Linked DNA regions of Rattus norvegicus: region 1 is linked to region 2. Evidence: chromatin contacts called from public Hi-C data. All regions are on one chromosome and are shown on one strand. The core of a region is the stretch at or near the end of the contact, and the rest is flanking DNA. Distances in the headings are between cores, read along the strand shown. Region 1 has its middle 6.8 kb from the start of Nfkbia. Region 2 overlaps Prorp (protein only RNase P catalytic subunit).

Region 1 (6,759 bases), core at 1,276-3,775, 180 kb after region 2:
CCAGGTGGTCCAGCCTGTCCCCCCATACCTTATGGGCAGACTGGCTTGGGTCAATTATCTTGGCCAATTAATCCTAACTTGTTTTAGCCTCAGAGAGTGGAGCTCCTGAATGAGGCTACCCATCCTGGTGCAGCTGGGAGGACAGAGGAGCAGGGGACCTAGCTGGGCAAGCATGGTAGGATGCGCAGCAGCCAGCCCTGCTGTGACAGTGTGACTGCAAATGCTCATTCTGTCCCTAACTCAGGCCTCTGTGGTGGCTGGCATCTGCTCTGTCAGACCCTGGAAGCCCCACCCAACCCCAGCTTGGGATCTTTTCCCACAGAAAAGCAGCTGTCCCGGGGACTTCATTTGCACTGAGATAAAAATAAACAGGCAAAGCCTTAGTGTGCTTCCTTTGCTTCAAATCCTACATTGTAATGGAGATCAAAGCCGTAGAGGATGTCAGCCCCGGAGTTTCTACCTAAAGAGGCCAGGCAGGACTCACAGGTGAGGGGCCTAAAGGAAGTGGAGGGGTCTCATCAGTCTGAACCAACTTTACTTTTCTGCCCTTTGAGGTCAGGCCATGTGGCTCGGATGTACTTGGTGTTCAGTTTGTCCACCACTTGTTAAAGGAAGAAGAAAAAAACAATATTGATGTGGAGTTTCCCGATTTTTAAGACTTTATTCCAGCCAAGCCAGGTGGTATGGATTTGTAATCCCAGCTACTCAGGAGATATGATGCAAGAACATCAAACACTCAAGACAGGCTAGGACTACCTAAATGATTTCAAGGCCAACCCGGCCAGTGAGACCCTGTCTCAAAGTCCTAAGTAAAGAGAGGACTGAGAATATATCTCACAGATAAAGCACTGACCTATCATGTATAATTCAAACATATGAAAACCGAAGCTGATTTAATCCCAGCACTTGGAGGCAGAGGCAGGCAGAGTTCAAGGCCAGCCTGGTTTACAGAACAGGTTCCTGGATGACCAGGGCTGCACAGGGAAACACTGATAATTAAATGATTAGATAAATAAGACAGTCCCAGCGCTGAGAGGAGTGAGTGGGAACCTGGTCTTACCCCTAACCAAGACGATTTTGGCCATTGGTAGCTGCTGGCAAAGGGAAGATGGGTTTTCTCTAGTGGAGTACCACTGAGTTATGCTAACTCCACACTCCAAGGGTCGTTGGCCAACACAAATAAAACTCTCTGGGTTTAAAAAACAACCTTCTTATTTGTATTATATGTATATGGTATTTGCTAGAATGTATGTCTGTGTACCTTGTACATGCACCGCCCACAGAGGTCAGAAGATCCCCTCTGGGACTGAAGGTGTAGATGCTGAAAGTTGGCTTTTGAGTGTGGGGATGGAACTCAGGTTAAGGGTCCTAACCACTGTACCATCTCTCCAGCCCTTTATATGTTTGTTTTTGTTTTGTTGTTGTTGTTGGTGGTGGTGTGTGAGTGTGTGTGTATGTGTGTACACATGTATGTATGTGTCCATTTAGAATGTGTAGGTCTGTTCCTGGCAGGCAAGGTTGGAACTAAAGACGCTGAACCCCGAATAGAGTTGTCCCTTCTCCAAAGCAGGTTTTAAACCCTGCGTTGTAAAACAGAACAAGTCCGACATTGTTGTGATCTTTCACAGGAGGACTGCTTGTAACTACTGTGAAGTCTCTTTATTTTAATAAACACCAGTGCATGGCTTCTACTCACTGGGGAAGTTGCTGCAGGGGTGGGAGGAGGCCACAGTGTCAGCCCTGGCCAGAACTGGCTCACTCCTCTCTGCTTGTTGACAGTAACCAGGCAACAGGTTCAGGTGTGTGGGATGGTTCGTCTCTGTTGTGTTCCGGGAGGAGAACTTGGGTCAGGAATGTGGTGGAGGTTTGACAGCACGTGGCGCCAGCACGTGCAGGTGCCTCAGCTGCTCTCAGGTGTGAATTCATTTTGAGAGTAGTCAGGGTAGGAGGGGGAGGAGGGGGAGGAGGGGGTGGAGGGGGAGGAGGGGAGGCAGCAGCAGCTTAGAAGTAAGGCAGACTGTACAGAAAAGCTGGGTGCTGTCAAGTCTTATGTAGACCGAGGCCCCTGTCTATGGGCAGCAGAATTAGGAGAGAGTCATTGATCCTTCTCAAACTAGGAACATAATAAACCCAGCCTACTTCCAGAAACTCCCTGGGGGGTGTAAGCGCCTCTCCCTCACGGTCTGAGTTTGAGAGATGGTCTGGATAAAGAGAAACGAATGAAGGTTGCTGAAAGATTGCTCTAGGTTACAGAGGAAGGGAAACTTGACCTCAGCACTTTCCCGTGAGCAGCTCCAGGCCCCTCTGACAGACTGCTGTGTGAGTTCCCATCTCTTGAGTGAGGAGTAGAGTCTTGTCTCTGCGGCTACTGTGGGTCAGGGGACCTGTAAAGTCAGAGAGTCTGAAAGCAATACTTCGCCAGGTTTCCCACGTGAAAAGCAAGCTGGGGACAGACTGGGAAGAGTCATGGCTGGAATATGTGAGCAAGGAAGGCACACACTGGCCTGGAATGTTCTTGTCTTTGTTGCTAGGCCTCAGCTGTTGGAGGTCAGCCCCATGACTGTCATATTCCCTTAAGATAAGTCAGTCAACTTGGCTCAGGGGTGTTCATTATTTCCTACAGATCAAGGCTCTTTCCATGCTAAAGTTCAGGGACTGCTTTTGTTACGAATATTGGTAATTTTAGAAAGTGAGTTGAATTGAGGTATTTATTACTAAGTCATTTGAAGATAATTTTTTGAAAACAGAGCCAAATTGCCAGCTTGGGAGAAACAGGATGCAATGACTGAAGAAACTTCAAAGGGTCATGAGGAAGCTGGGTGGGGATGTCAGGGTGGGCATGGGTCTTGACGAAAAGTCTTCGTGAATTTGATGGTGAGGAGATCACAAGGAAGATCAGAAGATCTCTGTGTTCTTGAAAGACTCAGGTCTACTCCCCAGGTTTTGGGGACATCTGGAGAGCAGCAAGGAGCACAACATGGGAGGCACAGCATGGGGGGCATGGCATGGGTATGGGGGGGGTGTGCATACAAAGAAGCAAATGATGGCTCACCAGAGAAGCAGAGACAGGTTGGAACTTTCCCTTGCATTGCAAGATGAAATTCAGCCGCCAAGAGGGGCGCAGTACACACTGTGCTGTCTGCAGCGACATCTTCTGGCCTCTTTTGAATAACTTCTCTTCAAGGAATCACATTGTCTTAAGGAAGGGATTAGGCAAAAGCTGAGTGGAGGATGTGTACTGAGGCTGTATCTGGGTGAGAGGAGAGTTCAGCATTTATCACAAACCCAAGAAAGCCTCGTTCTGCCTGGCAGCATTCCCCTGGAAGCCTGGAGCCAGTCAGCTCAGCCCTCTGACTACTCAAACACCATCGGCATCTATTTCCACTTCTTCCCATGACAGGGTTGTTGATATGAAGCCTAGGCTGCCCTTGCATTTATGATCCTCTTGCCACAGCCTCCTGAGTTCAGGCATTACATCACTGGTCATCGTCAACATTTGGGCGACAGGAACGAGTTACTGTGACCATCTGCACATGTGTGTTTTGAAATTTGTTGTTTAGTCAGGGTCTATTTCTATAGACCAGGTTGGTCTGGAACCCACTATGTAATGTACCCTAGGCTAGCCCCAGTCGCACAACAATCCTTCTGTCTCAGTTTTCTAAGTGCTTGGATTAAGGCATGAACCACATGCACAGCTCATTCTCTCTGTTTTAAAGGAAACTGAGGCCAGAAATTTGAGAACTCACTCACAGGTGTAGCTACGAGATCTGAGGTCCAGTGTTCAAATCCAGCCTGATTTTACCCTTCCTGTGGTTCCCTCCAGAACCCACAATGGTTGGTTTTGTTGTTGTTTGTTGCTATTTTATTTATTTAGTGAGTCCCCCTGTATAACTCTGGCTGGGTGGAACCCACGATGCAGATCAGGCTGGCCTCACACTCACAGAGATCGCCTGCCATTATTTCTACTGTCTGCAGTGTTGAGATTTGAGTTTGATATTTTTTTGAGACAGGGTTTTTCTGTGTAGCCCTGCCTATTCTGGAACTCACCATATAGACCAGACTAGCCTAGAGCTCAGACATCTGCTTGCCTCTGCCCCCTGAGTGCTGGGGTTAAAGGCACACATATTCTACCACACCAGGCATATTTTGATCATTAAAAAAAATCAGCTAGTGACTTTAAAACTTAAGCTGTTGTGGTGGGGGGTATAGTTCAGCTGATAGAATGACCATCTAGCATGTATAAATTCCTGGTTTGATCTCCAGCATGGAATAAAGTCAGATATGACGGCACACAGGTGTAACCCAGCAAATAGGAGGTAGAGGCAGGATATCACAAGTTCAAGACCATCTTCATCCACATAGTGAATTGGAGGCCAGCTTTGGGATGTCTGAGACCCTGTCTTAAATTTAATTAATTAGGTGGTACAAAAAATTACAATTGTAAGAGACACTACTGTTTCTGATACACATTTTATTTTATCATTCCCTGGGCTAGAACATGCAGTGACTTGCAACCTTCAGGAACATCATGAATTCCTTAGGCAGTGCTCATAGCTCTGTTTCCTCTGTGGCTTGGACACTCGGTTTAGCCACTGCCCGTTGCTTCCCAGCACCAACACTCGTACTGGGAAGGATTAAGTACGGTAAGTCCAAGAGCCACCTCAGTCAGCTTACTTCCAGACCGTTCCAAGGCTCCTTCCCTGCTTAGTGCGTGCACTGCCCTCTTCCAGGTCCTCAAGTTCTCGAAGCCTGTCTTGGACGTGGGGACCGCGTTGTTCCGTTGCCCCGTTGCCCCGTTGCCCCGTTGCCCCGTTGCCCCGTTGCCCCGTTGCCCCGTTGCCCCGTTGCCCCGTTGCCCCGTTGCCCCGTTGCCCCGTTGCCCCGTTGCCCCGTTGCCCCGTTGCCCGGACCAGCTTAGTTGCTGCTAGGGTGCCACTTCCGCTCCACATTAGCATTACAGGGGTGGAGTGGGCTCTGCTGGGCGGGGCGAATATTCTGAAGGTATGAATAGCTCTTCTCTTTATCATGACTGTACCTTTACCTCTTGTCTGCCGTCCAATCAACTCATCTCTACCGGAAGTTATCTGCAAGGGCTACCTGGTCTGCTTCTGCTGTCAAATGAGCAAATTGTCACCCCCACCCCCACCACCCCTGTCCTGCCCCAAGTAGGCAGTGAAGGCTATTTGGAGGATGGTGCTAATCAACACTGCCCCCTCAGAATCTGGACCATCCTATTGTAAGTGCCCCAGGATTGGAACCTTAGTAAAGGATACTAGAGCAGTGGGCTACAACCCCTCTGGGATTGAACGTCCTTGTTCTTGCATATCAGATATTTAGATCACAATTCATAACAGTAGCAAAATTACAGTTACAAAGTAGCAAGGAAAACAATGTTATGGTTGGGGGTCAACACAACATGAGCAACTCTATTAAAGAGTTGCAGCATTAGGAAGATGGAGGACTGCTGTGCCAGAGGCAAGCCCCTCTGGTACCCACCTCGTTCCTTCCTCTGTTGCCTATGAGTCATCTCCCAAGAGGAGCCTAGGAGTAAGGAGACTTCTTGGGCCTTAAGGTGACATCCCAGGGCCTTACTTGCCACTTTCCAGGACAAGAGACAGATAGGGGCATGGAGTAATGGCTTCACTGTTAAGAGCATTTATCGTTTTTCTGAAGGACTCAGGTTTGGTTCCCAGCACCCACATGGTAGTTCACAAGCATCCCTAACGTCAGTTCTAGGAAATCTGCTGCCTGCTTCTGTCCCCCATAGGGACCAAACACACAGGTGGTCACATACATATACACGTGGGCGACCACTCATATATATTAAATAAATAAGCAAAATTAAACTCTGCTTTTTAGAAACAAGAAAATGGTTTACTCTGAGCAGAATACATAGGCAGAGTGTAGCTCAGGGGTAGAGCATTTGTCTGCCATGCATGAGGCTTTGGGTTCTGTCTCTAGTGCTGACAAAGATGTCTGCAGTGACGTATGAGTGACCACGGCGAAGGAACACAGGTACCCAAATAACACAGTCCCCCGGAGACGGTAGCAGGACCTTCAGCGACACAAGAAAGTCGTGAATGAGTGTTCCTAAAGCACAGGTGTGGGACTTCAGGTAGGAGTTGCAGCAAGGCAAGCAGACCCAGAGGCCCTAGTAGCTGCCCTTCCCACCTCTTCGCTTTAGAGTGGCTGGCTGGCGATGAGCGCCGTAAAGCCTAGTGCTGCTTTCCAAGGGTTTTAGTACAAGCCAAGAGAGGGCTGGAGCTACAGTTCGGTCATAGAGAGCCCGCCTAGCCCTCTCATGGCCCTGGGTTCGATCTCTCATACTGACAGGAAAATGAAAAAGCCAAGAAGACGTTATGGCAGATGCAGAGGTTGATAGTGAATGGCCATTAGAAGGATCTGAAGATAACCCAAGGTCATGTTATAAAATAAAGAGGGGAAGGAAGGACGTGGTTGCTTCTGGGTATGGTGGAGGAGAAAGTTCATCACGGATAAGCAGGAGAGCATGGCCACAGGCAGAAGCATCTGGGAGAGTCCAGAGTGGTGGTGACTCTGGGACCTGTGGGAAGGGAGGGAAGGGGAAGAGAAAGGGGAGAGAGGGGAACCAGGTACAGCAGCCAGGGGTTCAAAGGTACAAAAGGCGCAGGTAACCAAAATGTCTGGATTCTATAGGGAAGGGCCTCAGGGAGAAGGGCGGCCCACCCCTGGAGTGGAGATGTTTGGGGTAGTAGGCGGGGTATGCCAGTCATACCTTGT
Region 2 (6,825 bases), core at 3,835-6,334:
GATTAAATATCCTGCCACACCAAAAGCACCAAATATTATGTTTTCTTTTCTTTTTTCTTTCTTCTTTTTTTTTTTTCTGCAAATATCATTTTGATGAGAGAGTTGACAGCCAGCCCTGGCTGGCCTGAAACTCTTATGTAGACCGTGTTGGCCTTGAACTCACAGAGATCTGACAGCCCCTGCCTTCTAGCGTTAGGATTAAAAGTGTGCACCACCACACTCGTTCTTCTACACGAGGGTTAAGGGTGCTTTTTAATTGTTTTAAGTTACAGGGCAGGAATCCCAGCTGTGGTTTGAGTGGTAGATGGACATTGTAGGTGCTCTAAATTGAACACTTTATCACTCTCCAAAACTTTGTCTTTTGAGTTTGAAGATCTTGCTATTTCTAAGTTAAATCATGGGGTTCCCAGATATTTTTTTAAAGAAAAACATGGTAAACAGTGAGATCAGGAAGCTTATGTGCTTACTTATGATGCTCATGTACGAATGACTAATTTTTAATAACCAGGGGACATTTTGTGCAGTGCCCCTGTGACAGTCATTTCCTGAATCTTGTCCACTTTCTCCCTCAACTCACAACTGAAAACCTAAAGGTAGACCCATGGTTCCCCAGACAACAGCTAGCGCTCTGAACTGCTGGGCCACTTCCCAGCCCCCTTTTACTGGAGTTTACCAACTAGAGTCCAACCTCTTTTATGAGATTCGATTTGAAACAATATGCTTTTTATACTTTCCTTTTAATGCATCCATGAATGTTGTTCATGAGGTCAGGAGTGTGATCAATGGCTCTTGTAGAGTTACACCGGAGATTTTTAGATATGGAGAATGTTTTAGGACAGAGCTGACATGGGTGCTGGATTGGAAGGCACATGTGAGGGGAAATGTGAAAAACCAAGGGATAAAGTCATTTTTGGGTATTACTGCAGTACTAAAAAATTTAATAAGATATTTTCTTATTTAATAAATGTTAAGTATGCACTGTATTTCTGGCAATTTCCACATTGGATTATCTTTGCTTTAAGAGATTAAAATTTATATTTTTGGTTGTGAGCCTAGCCTTTAACGGCTGAGCCATCTCTCCAGCCCAGAGATTAAAATTTAATAAAGAGTCTGGTGGCTCATGCACTTTGGAATCCTAGCACTTTGGAAGTAAAGGCAGGAAAATCAGGAGTTCAAGGTCATCCTTTGCTACATACTGAATTCAAAGCCAGGTTGTTCTACATGAGATCCTGTCTTAAAAACATGAATGAATGAATGAAGGAACAAATGAACAAGTAAATGAGTAAATAAAGGAGAACTTTAGCATTTTGGAAATATCAGCTTATTTAACAAATTTTAAAAAATTTAAATAATGTGTTTGTGGGAATGTGTACATGGGTACAGGTGTCAGCAGTGGCCAGAGGTGTTGGTCCCTTGGTGCTGGAGTTATAGGTGGTGTTCAGAAGCAAACTCGGGTCTTCTGGGAGAGCCTTTAATGACACAACCCTCTCTCCAACCCCTAGATCCTCTGTAATCAATCAAAAAGTTACTGCGCTTCTCATCTCTGCTTCCTTCCTGGTCTTTAAAGATTTTTTATTTATTATATATAAGTACACTGTAGCTGTCTTCTGGTCTTTAAATAGGGAAGATTGGACCAGGTGGCTGCAGGGTCCCTTTGGAGCTCTTGAGGTTACGATTTCCTGTTGCCAGGAAGCTACTTTATCTAGTAAGAGGAAGCTAAGGCAGAGTTGAAGGTGGAGCTCCAAGGCTTTGATTTGGGTGTGCGACTGCAGTCTGAATGCTGTACTGTCAGGGTGCAAGGCAAGAAAAGCACATCTGATCCTTACTGATGTCTCAGCTGTACGAGGCTCTGTTGAGAACCTTCTGGCCTTCCCTCAGTGTCTAAAGGTAGAAATGTGAGGTTGTTACACACTGAGCAGAGGATGTGAGGCCTCGGGCATAGCTTTAGCTGTAGATGATTATTCTGCAGGACTCGAAGAGATGAAATAGGAGAATTAAGAATTTGAGTAGCTGGAAGAAAGGAAGAGAAAGAGAGAGAAAGGAAGGAAGGAAGACTCTGAGTAGGGTACTGTGTTTACAGGTATACTCCTAGCACACAAAAGGCTAAGGTGGGAAGATTGATCACGGGTTGAAGGGCAGCCTGGGCTACATAGTGAGTCTAAGGCCAGCCTAGGCTATATGACCTTGTTTCAAAAAAAAAAGAGTAAATAAAGAAAACAACCTGAAAATAGGGAGGGAGTAGATGGGGTTACATATGACACAAAATTGGCCTGTGTTCTCAGGTCAAATTAGTTTACAGGCTTGTGTGGGGTTTATAATTCTGTCTCTTGTATTATGATTTAGATTGCCATTACAAAAAAATTTTTTTAAGATTTTTATTTATTTTATGTATGTGAGTACACTGTCACTGTCTTCAGACACACCAGAAGAGGGCATCAGATCCTGTTACAGATGGTTGTGAGCCACCATGTTGTAGCTGGGAATTGAACTCAGGACCTTGCTGAGCCTGAGAGCTCCAGACTCAGTGACAGACCCTGTCTCAAAGACCAAGGTAGTTGGGTTTAATCTCTAGGACGTATATGGTTAGAGAAAGCCATCTCCCAAAACTTGTCCTCTCACCCCTATACATACATGTACCATGATATTGAAGCATGTGAACACACACACACACACACACATACACACACACTAAATAAATAAATAAGGGTAGTGAAATTAAAATAATAAAGTAGGAAATGATTGAGAAGGACATCCATTGGAAACATCTGACCTGTACATGCACATGCACACCCATACACCACACACACACACACACACACACACACACACACACACACCCCACAGAGAGACAAAGTGAGGAAGAACTGCTATCTTAAACAAATACACATGCACTTGCAGGTAAGAGTCCTGGAGGAGGTTTTAACCAGTGCGTCGTCAGTGGTGTCTCACAGAGCAGCATCTCTCTGAAGCATCTCCCCTTAGTTAAAACTGTGTACTCATACTCACTGTGAGATGAAAACAATTTGGGACATCACTGAAGAGTGAAAGTCTCCTTTAAGCAAATATTTTGAAAATACTGAAATTTGCTGGGTGTGGCTTGCAAATGCTTTTAATCCCGGAGGCAGAGTCAGGTGGATCTCTGAGTTCCAGGCCAGCCTAGACATCCCCAAACCTGGGAAAGTGTCATGTCACCGTATGGTGGTAAATTGTTCCTTTTTCTGTTTTTAAAAAAGTGAGATTCCATTTCTGAGTAGGCTCTAGAGAGGCTTCCTATTGCATCCCATTGCTTCTGACTAACAAAAGTTATTAACTTAAAACAAACAAACAATAACCTGTCCGTGTGAATGTGCTAGCCAGTGAGCAGCCTGGATGGCTGTAATCAGCAGATGCTCTGCCCTGGCTTTTGTGCAGGTGTGAGCTATAGCACCGCTCTGGGTGGGGAGACTTCCCTGTAGGGAAATGGAGCCTGAGAGCCGCTGCCCTCCACAGTGCTAATTGGGAAGTGCGAGGTGTGGGGATTTCCATCCTTTGTTGATCAGGTCTCCAGGCGCATTTCCTCCAGCTTCTTGCGTGGGCCTGAGCTGTGGGGCAGCTGCAGGGAAGTGAAATGTGACTCCCCGAGCTCCAGGGCCTGGCTTTTCATTTGGAGATTTTATAATTGCAAGAGAGGAATGTGCAAAGCCGGACTCTGTGGCTGGTTTAGCAATAGGTCTGTCCTGTCGGTCCGGAATTACATTTATGCCAGTCGTAGCTGTGCGCAGATAATTTGAATCTGCGGATAGTACAGGTTGTCGCAGCAACCAGCAACTTAACGGCCCACGGCTGTAATGTAGCTCGCTGTGTGTTGCTCTGGACCTAGAAATGGAACAATCACATCCTGACAGGCTAACAAAAATGCTGACGTTCCTTCGCAGGTTCCTGTTGTCCAGATGCTTGTGTTTTGTTGAGCTGAGTATTTTTCTAAGTCTTCGAAATGAGAAAAGCTGCCAAGGATATATTTTTGGGAGGGGGGTGTTAAGGCCCTGCCTAGGTAGAGTGACTGGGGCAGTCAGAGGAGCTGAGTATGATGGTACACAGGAACTGTCTGACTGAAGTTGAAAGTTCTAGTCAGAGTTAATACCTTCCCAGCAGTCCCTGCCAATATCTTGAGGTCGAATACGTTTGTTCATTTTTCCAAAAATATTTTCTGGATGCTGGGATGGGTAGCATGCTGCTCTAATCTCTGCATGCAGCTGTGAAGGTGAAGGCAGGAGGGTGACGAGGTCAAGGCCAGCTTGGACTAGAGAGGCTGACCCTAGGTAAATAAACAGGCTCTGGTACTGCCCTTGCCTAGTAAGAAAGGAATGTATCTTTTTCTATTCTAAGAAGGAGAAAAATCCCCACAAAATATATTTAGGAGCCCTTGCTGCCTCTAAACATAGACCGGGCTTTTGCCGGCAGAAAATTATGACGGTTTCTTCCCAAGTCACTTGCCATTTTGATTTTGACATCCACGGCCGCTGTCAGAGAGACTTCACGTAGTTGGTAGTCATTGAGTGCCAGAATGGCCAGAGGTGACCTCTGGAGCCTCTGTTTGCAGAGCTGTTGATGGGACCTCCCTGTCAGCTGTGTGGTCATTAAAACTGTAGACAATGTTTAGGTCCAAATTTAAGTTTATTTCTGTTGTATCGGGATGGAGCTTTTTTTTTTTTTTTTTTTTTTTTTTTTTTTTTGGTTCTTTTTTTCGGAGCTGGGGACCGAACCCAGGGCCTTGCGCTTCCTAGGTAAGCGCTCTACCACTGAGCTAAATCCCCAGCCCCGGGATGGAGCTTTTAATTGCATGTATTTAATGGTGTGTAAACGAGCGCCTGCTCACATGTGCTCCTGCTTGAGCACACACACAGGTGCAGGTATGGAGTCAGAGAACAAGTTTCAGGCGTCCTTTCCGTCTTTTTACCAAGGGGGTCCCAGGGATTGAATTCTGGTTGTCTGAATTGTCAGCAGTCGCCCCTACCCGTTGAGCTTGTTACTGCCCTGATCCCATCTTAAACGTAAGGTAACCGTGACCATGTGTTTATGAATCATTTTTAAGTGAGTCAGTTATGAACTCAACTTGTCCAAAAATGAACTCGCTGGGCATGGCTGTATGTGACTTTAATCCTAGCTTTGTAAGGCAGATCTCTGTGATTTCAAGGGTCTCCATGGGAGATCTAGGCCGAACTCAGTGATGCTAAGACTCAAAACAAACAGACAACCAAGCAAGCAAGCCAAGTGCTTTGTAAATGCTTCCCCTTTGTAGCTCTCAAGCCTCCTTTGTTATTTCTTCCTTATCTGCCTCCCCGACCCAAATGATTAAAGCTGATTTTGTCTCCTTCCTAATCCTTGACTTTGGCATCTAATGTGTCACTGGTGTGATTTTTACATCTTTTCTCACTTTTGTCTCTCCTGTTCACTTACACTAATTCCATCCAGGCCTGTAGTGTCAGCTCAGTTTGCACACTTCTTCCTGTCTCACTCGTGTGTACGCTTCCCTTCTAACATCCGCTTCTCCCTATTTCTAGATTGGTCTTTCAGAACACTGACTTAATCGTATCATCCTTTGTCTAAAATCTTCTGCAGTTCCCAAACCTGTGCTAAAGGTGGCTTTTCCTAGTTTAGCCACAGCCTGTGTTTCAGCCCCTGACTCTCACCTCTCCTCCCTAAACACCTGCTTCAGCCAGTACCTACCAGCTCTGGGCTACTTCTTAGTGTCCCACCCACTTCCCCAAATGTGTTCTTATCTCCAAATCCTTGAGGCTTTTTTAAGTGCCTTTTCTGTCTTCTTTCTTGACTTTTAAAAAACTAATATTTTTATTAATTATTTGAGAAATTCACACAGTGTATTTTGAACAGATCCATTCCACCATGAAATCCAATTTATGTTGCCCAGCTACTTTTGGGTGTGGGATCTGTGAACCAGGTATCATACAATTGAAGAAAACTGACCCTTCTCCCAACAGCTACCAAGTGCTAGAATCTCCTCACTAAGGTGGGGCCTCATTCAAATGAAATTGCGAGGGTCTTGTGTGTGCTGTCATTGTGAGTTCAGATGTGCAGCTGCCTCTTCTGTGTCTGGAAGCAGTTATAGCCGTGCATCACCTGTGACCCCTACAGCCTTTCCACCCCCTCTCCCACAAAGATCCCTGAGGTTTGAGGGGAGGGGAATGAGATGAGCACTCTGAAGCCTCCTGTTCTCTGAGAGCTGACCTGGTACAGGCTTCTGTGATAGTTGACAAATACAGAAAGAACCTTAAGGATGGCTTTGAGATACACTAGTCTGTGTGCATAGAATAAGTCATTAGAAGTCACACTAGTACTGTGTCCATTAGCCGAATTCTATAGTAAAGGGCTGTTCCCTAGGGTGTATGACCGTTTAGCCTCTGGTCCTTGGTCTCCTTAACGATTCTATCTCTGGGCTCCATCTCATGGAGTTGGCCTTAAATCCAACCAGAAAGTGATTGACTAGTCCCATGACATTTATGTCACTATTCTACAAGCAGGCATATCTCACAAGGCAGGTTGTTACTGCAGTTTGAAGGGTTCAGAGTTGAGGGAAATTAGTGATTGTTTCTTCATCCAGTAACGTGCATACTTCCTTCCACCTCCATGAAAGCCAATAGAGAGCTCAGGTCAGCACCCCCTTGGTTTCTCCATGCTTACGGCTCAAGTAAGTGCTCTCTTCTACAGTAGGGTCTTACCACACATTTTGGAGGGTAACTGAGAGCAACAGCAGCAGCGTAATGTTTGGGGGTCTGTGGGACCACTTTGGCTAGCAACACACAAAAAAGTAATCCTTTCTTGTTACTG

What was found. A called contact is a pair of places that touch in the nucleus more often than the background predicts.
Region 1: a Hi-C map of the A7r5 cell line shows a contact between it and region 2, with 8 times the contacts expected there. The contact joins two enhancer-like sites. A contact is called at or near these places in 12 of 12 Hi-C or Micro-C datasets (the A7r5 cell line, the Rat2 cell line, Schwann cells and 7 more) and 1 of 1 datasets of contacts at active chromatin or transcription factors (oligodendrocytes).

The regions. Positions count from the first base shown.
Region 1 is chr6:78,600,451-78,607,209 of GRCr8, forward strand. No RefSeq gene overlaps it. Among named protein-coding and RNA genes, the nearest start is that of Nfkbia, 6.8 kb to the left of the region's middle. Within about 2 kb of position 2,526, at least 16 of the 93 cell types and tissues checked have an H3K27ac peak or open chromatin away from gene starts, as enhancers often do. A contact at or near this core is called in the A7r5 cell line, where this site is marked.
Region 2 is chr6:78,422,612-78,429,436 of GRCr8, forward strand. All of the region lies in intron 3 of Prorp (protein only RNase P catalytic subunit), which reads left to right. Among named protein-coding and RNA genes, the nearest start is that of Prorp, 20 kb to the left of the region's middle. Within about 2 kb of position 5,085, at least 12 of the 93 cell types and tissues checked have an H3K27ac peak or open chromatin away from gene starts, as enhancers often do. A contact at or near this core is called in the A7r5 cell line, where this site is marked.